Linked DNA regions of Mus musculus: region 2 is linked to region 1. The links are chromatin contacts, called in public HiChIP or PLAC-seq maps. All regions are on one chromosome and are shown on one strand. The core of a region is the stretch at or near the end of the contact, and the rest is flanking DNA. Distances in the headings are between cores, read along the strand shown.

Region 1 (3,288 bases), core at 788-3,287:
TTTTCTGGTCCAGTCTATTTGGAGTTCTGTAGGCTTCTTGTATGTTCATATGCATCTCATTCTTTAGATTTGGGAAGTTTTCTTCAATAATTTTGTTGAAGATGTTTGCTGGACCTTTGAGTTGAAAATCTTCATTCTCATCCACTCCTATTATCCGTACGTTTGGTCTTCTTATTGTGTCCTGGATTTCCTGGATATTTTGAGTTAGGATCTTTTTGCATTTTCCATTTTCTTTGATTGTTGTGCCGATGTTCTCTATGGAATCTTCTGCACCTGAGATTCTCTCTTCCATCTCTTGTATTCTGTTGCTGATGCTCAAATCTATGGTTCCAGATTTCTTTCCTAGGGTTTCTATCTCTAGTGTTGCCTCGCTTTGAGTTTTCTTTATTGTGTCTACTTCCCTTTTTAGGTCTAGTATGGTTTTGTTCATTTCCATCACCTGTTTGTATGTTTTTTCCTCTTTTTCTGTAAGGACTTCTACCTGTTTGATTGTGTTTTCCTGTTTTTCTTTAAGGACTTGTAACTCTTTAGCAGTGTTCTCCTGTATTTCTTTAAGTGATTTATTAAAGTCCTTCTTGATGTCCTCTACCATCATCATGAGATATGCTTTTAAATCTAGGTCTAGGTTCTCAGGTGTGTTGGGGTTCCCTGGACTGGGCGAAGTGGGTGTGCTGGGTTCTGGTGATGGTGAGTGGTCTTGGTTCCTGTTAGTAAGATTCCTCCGTTTACCTTTCGCCATCTGGTAATCTCTGGAGTTAGTAGTTATAGTTGACTCTGTTTAGAGATTGTTCTTCTGGTGATTCTGTTACCGTCTATCAGCAGACCTGGGAGACAGATTCTCTCCTCTGAGTTTCAGTGCTCAGAGCACTCTCTGCTGGCAAGCTCTCTTACAGGGAAGGTGCACAGATATCTTGTATTTGGACCTCCTCCTGGCCGAAGAAGAAGGCCCAAAACAGGACCTTTCTCAGACACTGTGTTGCTTTGGCAGTTCCCAGGTGGTACAGACTCTCACCTAAGCAGACTAAATTCCTAAGTTCCTTGGAGTCCCGGGACCAAGATGGCGACCGCTGCTGCTGTGGCTTAGGTTGCCTCCCCAGCCGGGCGGGCACCTGTCCTCTGGTCCGGAAGGTGGCCGGCTGTCCCCGGCCCACACAGGGTGCTGCCTCAGCGCCTCTGTGCTTCTGCCTGTTCCAGAAGCTGTCAGGTTCTCTGGCGCACCCTCTCACCTGTTCAGACTAATTTCCTAAGTTCGGCGGGTCCCGGACCAAGATGGCGACCGCTGCTGCTGTGGCTTAGGCCGCCTCCCCAGCCGGGTGGGCACCTGTCCTCTGGTCCGGAAGGTGGCCGGCTGTCCCCGGCCCACGCAGGGTGCTGCCTCAGCGCCTCTGTGCTTCCGCCTGTTCCAGAAGCTGTCAGGTTCTCTGGCGCACCCTCTCACCTGTTCAGACTAATTTCCTAAGTTCGGCGGGTCCCGGACCAAGATGGCGACCGCTGCTGCTGTGGCTTAGGCCGCCTCCCCAGCCGGGCGGGCACCTGTCCTCCGGTCCGGAAGGTGGCCGGCTGTCCCCGGCCCACACAGGGTGCTGCCTCAGCCCCTCTGTGCTTCTGCCTGTTCCAGAGGCTGTCAGGTTCTCTGGCGCACCCTCTCACCTGTTCAGACTAATTTCCTAAGTCCCTTCCCTAATCCTAAATGACTTATCTTGAAATCTAAAGTGTGATATTGCTGAGTGATATTTTTAAGACAAGGACACACTGTATGGCTATGCAAACCCCTGGTTAGGAATCAATCCTTATCTCTTCAGTTTAAATTCAGTGGGTCATGTTATAGGCATGGATATTGAAGTCTTTCACAATCAGGCAGCGTGTCTCTCTCTAATCAGGCCAAAAATCTTTGTAAAATAAATAATACCAGAAGCTGCTGAGTTCTCAATGCAATTCTGATTCAGGAAAGGGGGAGAAAAGCTGCTTTGAGGACCTGGGACAAATCTGAATTCATGTTGACCAGGCTAAGCTCACAAATAGTTATTCAAATGCTAATTTGGGCATTTCAGTGAAAGCAGTTTACTTTAAATGAAGGCAATTATCCTTGGTGGCCTGGGTAGATAACATTCAAAAGAGAATGTTTCCTGAAGAATTTAACTTTCAGTTTAAATTCAGTTTAACTGCACTCAGGAGGCAGAGGCAGGTGGATCTCTTGTGAGTTTAAGGCTAGCCTGGTCTATAGAGTGGATCCAGGATAGCCAGGGCTCTGTTACACAGAGAAATCTTGTCTTGAGAAAAAAAGAAAAAAGGAAAAAGGAAAAAGAAAAGAAAAAAAAAATCAACGAGAGACATACTGTAAGATACCAGCAAAGGTAGAGGCTATGTTGGGGTCTGCACTGTTTCATGGTCTGGTTTTGTGAATCAAGTTTAACTGGGGCACAGGCTATGTTCATTCATTGATACATATATGGTTGTTTCTACATTTATTTTTTCTTTCTTTCTTTCGGCCTTGATTAAAGAGGCCTATGCCACCACATCCTGTTTCTACACTTCAACAGGAGTAGCTACAACAGCCCTATAGGACCTGCGAACACCAAGACATTATCTGTCTTGTATTTACCATCTTGTGGCCTGGGTAAGGACCTTGAGGGCTCAGTGAATTATCATTTTAGCATTTCTATGTCTGAAAGTTTTTAAAAGTAAAAAGTTGGGAAAGACATCTTTTCTAACAAAAATACTTCTTAGATAGTACCACTTAGACTTGAAAGGCTATTGATTCTGATTCACAGGTTAGATAACTCTATTAATAAATGAAATGTACAATATGAAGTCTATTAATAGTAATCTTACCTTAAGCTGTGGTTTTTATTGTCATTGCATGTTAATAGGTTGGTGTCCCCATGATATCACCACAGTTTCTAACTAGGCTACAATTGGGAATTTTCACTTAACACTTGAACAGAACCAGGAAGTCTCAGGGATGAGAGTCATAGCAGCGATGTCATACCTGTTGCCAGGGGGAGCACACAACTCTGCGTAGTACTTGATTTTGGGCTCAGTCCCACTGGTCCGCATGGTGGCCACACCTCCATTAGCAAAGGTGAAGGTGATCATTTGGCTGCTCTTACTGGTAGGAAGAACCTAGGGATTAATTTGTACAGGTCACACATTTAAACAGCAACAACCCTTTCTGACCTAGTGAATTACTGTCCCACATAAGCAAGAAAACGAATAACCAGACGAGGATATGGGCCACAGAAGAACATCCCTGGGAAAATGAGAAGACTCAATCCCAGTAATTTGTGA
Region 2 (3,028 bases), core at 168-2,667, 43 kb before region 1:
GGAGGAACTGACTCTGCAGAAGGGGGGCACCGTGAATGCTGAGAAAAGAGAAAAGAACTCGCTAGCCTCAGCGAGCTCTCAGGCAAGGTAGTGAGACCCTGAAAAGTGATACATTCCTACCTTTGGGTACAGCTGCCCTCTCCTTCTCCCATCCCACCCCTCCCACCTTGAGCAGGCTCCACAAACAATAAAGCCTAAGTGTGGCCATTCTCCAACTCATGGGAATCCCACTTCACATCGAGGGGGTCTTAAAAGGGATCTTTGCCCATGGAGGTGCAACGCAAAAAGTTTAGAAGTTTAGACTTGTAGAGACAGCTGAGCTTCCTGGGTGTGACCCATTTAAATTAGGTCATTCAAAAATTCCCTTCTAACACCTGGCTCTAAATAGAAGAACGGCTTGCAGCCACTAAGAGGACGAAGGAGGGTTGTACGTAGGAGGTGAATGCCTGCCATCATCAGTACCAGGGCGCTGAAGATGTTTGCTGAGAGAAACACTCATCACTTTCAATTTCTTTTCCTTTTTAAGCAACTTCCGGAGAACAAGGCATTTAAAATAAAATCACAACCAGGAACGCCACACCTAGGTGGGGTTCAAACAGAACGACACATCTTTTAGAAAAGAAGAGAACAGCAACCTGTGAAGTTAGAGTGAGCCTCTTACTCACGTAGCAACCCGGAAGCTGCTAGGAAACAATCAAGCCGGGTTTCAAAATGACCAGCACAGGATGTGCCCATAGAAAGAAATGTTGCGTGCACCGAGAAGCTGCCAAAGTTACCGCTGCAAAGTACCCTGAACTTTCAAAAGGCGGCCTGGGGTCACTCTGACCGGCCTCGTCCGAGCTGGATGCCTTACAAACACTTGTGCCCCGGTGATATTTGGCGGGAGGGAGTGGGGCGGGATATGCAAGGAGGAGGAGCAGGGGACCTGAGCACCTTCGTCGCAGCGCAGAAAGCATCAAGGTTTCTCCCCCCCCCCCCCACCCCCAAGCAGAGGACAACAAGGTAGCTCTGAAATCCCGCCTCTTCCCCCTCCCCCACCAGAGCACCCCAAGAGACCCGGCAGCAACGCCCTTGGGTGGCGGGACCGCGCCTTCTCTGCAGCAAGGGAGCTCAGGGGCATGCTGGAAGTGGAGGGTTGCCCCGCACCCTAAGGACCCAAGGTGGAACCTACCAGTGAGGTGGCACGCTCAGAACTCCGGGCTGAGCTAGGGCGCGCAGGTGCTCCCGGGCACCCAGAAGATGGCCTGGGCGGGCGGGGCGTCCATGGTCCTCAGCTGGCTGTGCTCTTGCCGCCCCACGCTGCTGGGGTGGGGGTCCACTCCACAGTCTCTGCTTCTCTTGCGGGTTGAAGAGACGGTCGGTCCGAGGTGGCTTGCAGCAACAGGCACCGCGGTGTGGCCGGCGGCGGCGACAGCAGCTGAGGAGGAGGAGGAGGTGTCTGCGCGCGGCTCGCTCGCGTTTCCTCCTCCCGGGCTGGGCGAGCGCTGGGGAAAGCAGAGGCGGGGGAGGGGGACAGCAGCCGGAATCTCCCTAGTGAGTCCCCCGGGAGCCAAGAACAGGAGTAGATGCCCTCCCTTCCCCTCCGCACCAAGCGACTCTGGCTAGGCGACTCGGCCCAGACTGGCGAGTCACAGGCGAGCAACAGCTGCTGCAGTGCGGGTCCTCCGCGGCCTCCCTCCCCTCGCTCCCCAGCGGTCCATCCTCAGCCCGCCCAGGGGCCACCAGGCGCCACCCCACGAGAGCTCGGGGAAGGTGCAAGCATCGCCACCCCATCCAGCCTCAGCGCGAAGTCCTGGCCCGGAATATTCCCTGCGTGCTCACAAGTGATTATGGCCCTCCCGGCGGGATGTGTGGTCACACACCGGGCTCTTGACCGCTTATTTATAGCAGGTAGCCCTGCCCGAGGCTGTTTTGGCGTGCGAGGTTCTCAGCAGGTGGCAGCGGAGCCCGCGCTCCCTGAGGGATCCTGCTTCTCTGCACGCACCCTCCGAAACGGACCCGGAGATCACTGCGCAGCGTACCCGCAGGCCACCCAGCCACCAGCCCTTCCCCCGCCTCATCCTTCTTGCATTGGGGTCGAATGGCAGGATGGGGGCTGGTGGGGGGAACCAGGAACCGAAGCAGGATGGGACGCTGGCACTCCAGGCAGCAAAATCGGGGACTCAGAGAAACACCCGGGATGAAGTGCCCTCCGCGGATTAGCCTCTACTAAACCCATCTCTGGCCAGGTGCGGGGAGTGACGCAGAGCCCGGACCGCGCGCTTTTTCCCTCTCTGCGTGCGGAGCACACACACGCACGCACTGCGCGTCTGTGTGCACGCCAGAGAGCCACAGAAACCTCTCAAAGCACCATTCCCGCAAGTTAAAGAGGCAGACTCACTCCAAAGAGCAGAAGGGATCCAAGAAAAGTGAGCGGTGCACGTGGCTTGGATTGTATCTAGAGCCCTCCGTAGCTGCCATGTGGGGTTAGTTCATTCTTTATTACACCATAGTTTGTCTTCCTAGTTTCAGATCGAGAGAGAGAGAGAGAGAGAGAGAGAGAGAGAGAGAGAGAGAGAGAGAGAGAGAGAGAGAGAGAATGAATGAGAATAGATATAGCCAGGAATAGTCTAAGGAAAAGAGTGTTGATTGGTTCGTGGAAAATGCTCCGCAGGAAAAGATCAGGTTATCCAGCTAAACTCTATCGTCTTCAGCATCATACTATCACTGTTTCATGCTTTTATCTTCAACCCCATTGTTAAGTTGTCCTTCCCGCTCTGTGGCCTACAGACCATGGCTACTTCCAGAAGGTCACCACGTCAAGACAAGCGACATGCCAGCCATTGAAGGAGCATCCCAGCCACATTTGGACCTATTGCTTAACTACCCTGCCTGGCAGTCTCCACCATAGAAGGGACAGAGAATTTCTGGAGCATGCTTACAGAATAGGGCCAGAGCCACCTCATCTACCATTTCCTTCCCTTATCTTGTCCTCACCCTGCCACCTCCTCCCTGCAAAACGTTTGATTCTGGAGTGCAGGAAGGCTTA

Evidence for each region. HiChIP or PLAC-seq counts read pairs in DNA pulled down with a chosen protein or histone mark.
Region 2: an H3K27ac HiChIP or PLAC-seq map of embryonic stem cells shows a contact between it and region 1, with 5 read pairs. The contact joins the promoter of Tbc1d1 here to the enhancer-like site in region 1. A contact is called at or near these places in 4 of 39 promoter capture datasets (3T3-L1-derived adipocytes, the HPC-7 cell line, hippocampal neurons and 1 more), 10 of 484 Hi-C or Micro-C datasets (CD8 T cells, cortical neurons, group 2 innate lymphoid cells and 5 more), 6 of 115 datasets of contacts at active chromatin or transcription factors (CD8 T cells, the NIH/3T3 cell line, embryonic fibroblasts and 2 more) and 3 of 9 other capture datasets (adipose tissue, liver and pancreatic islet).

The regions. Positions count from the first base shown.
Region 1 is chr5:64,116,135-64,119,422 of GRCm38.p6, reverse strand. Pgm2 (phosphoglucomutase 2) reads right to left here. Exons shown (of 14, transcript NM_025700.3): 13 at 2,990-3,123. Among named protein-coding and RNA genes, the nearest start is that of Pgm2, 25 kb to the right of the region's middle. Within about 2 kb of position 2,037, at least 5 of the 459 cell types and tissues checked have an H3K27ac peak or open chromatin away from gene starts, as enhancers often do. A contact at or near this core is called in embryonic stem cells, where this site is marked.
Region 2 is chr5:64,158,649-64,161,676 of GRCm38.p6, reverse strand. It overlaps Tbc1d1 (TBC1 domain family, member 1), which reads right to left and starts at 1,417. Exons shown (of 22, transcript NM_001310611.1): 1 at 1,172-1,417.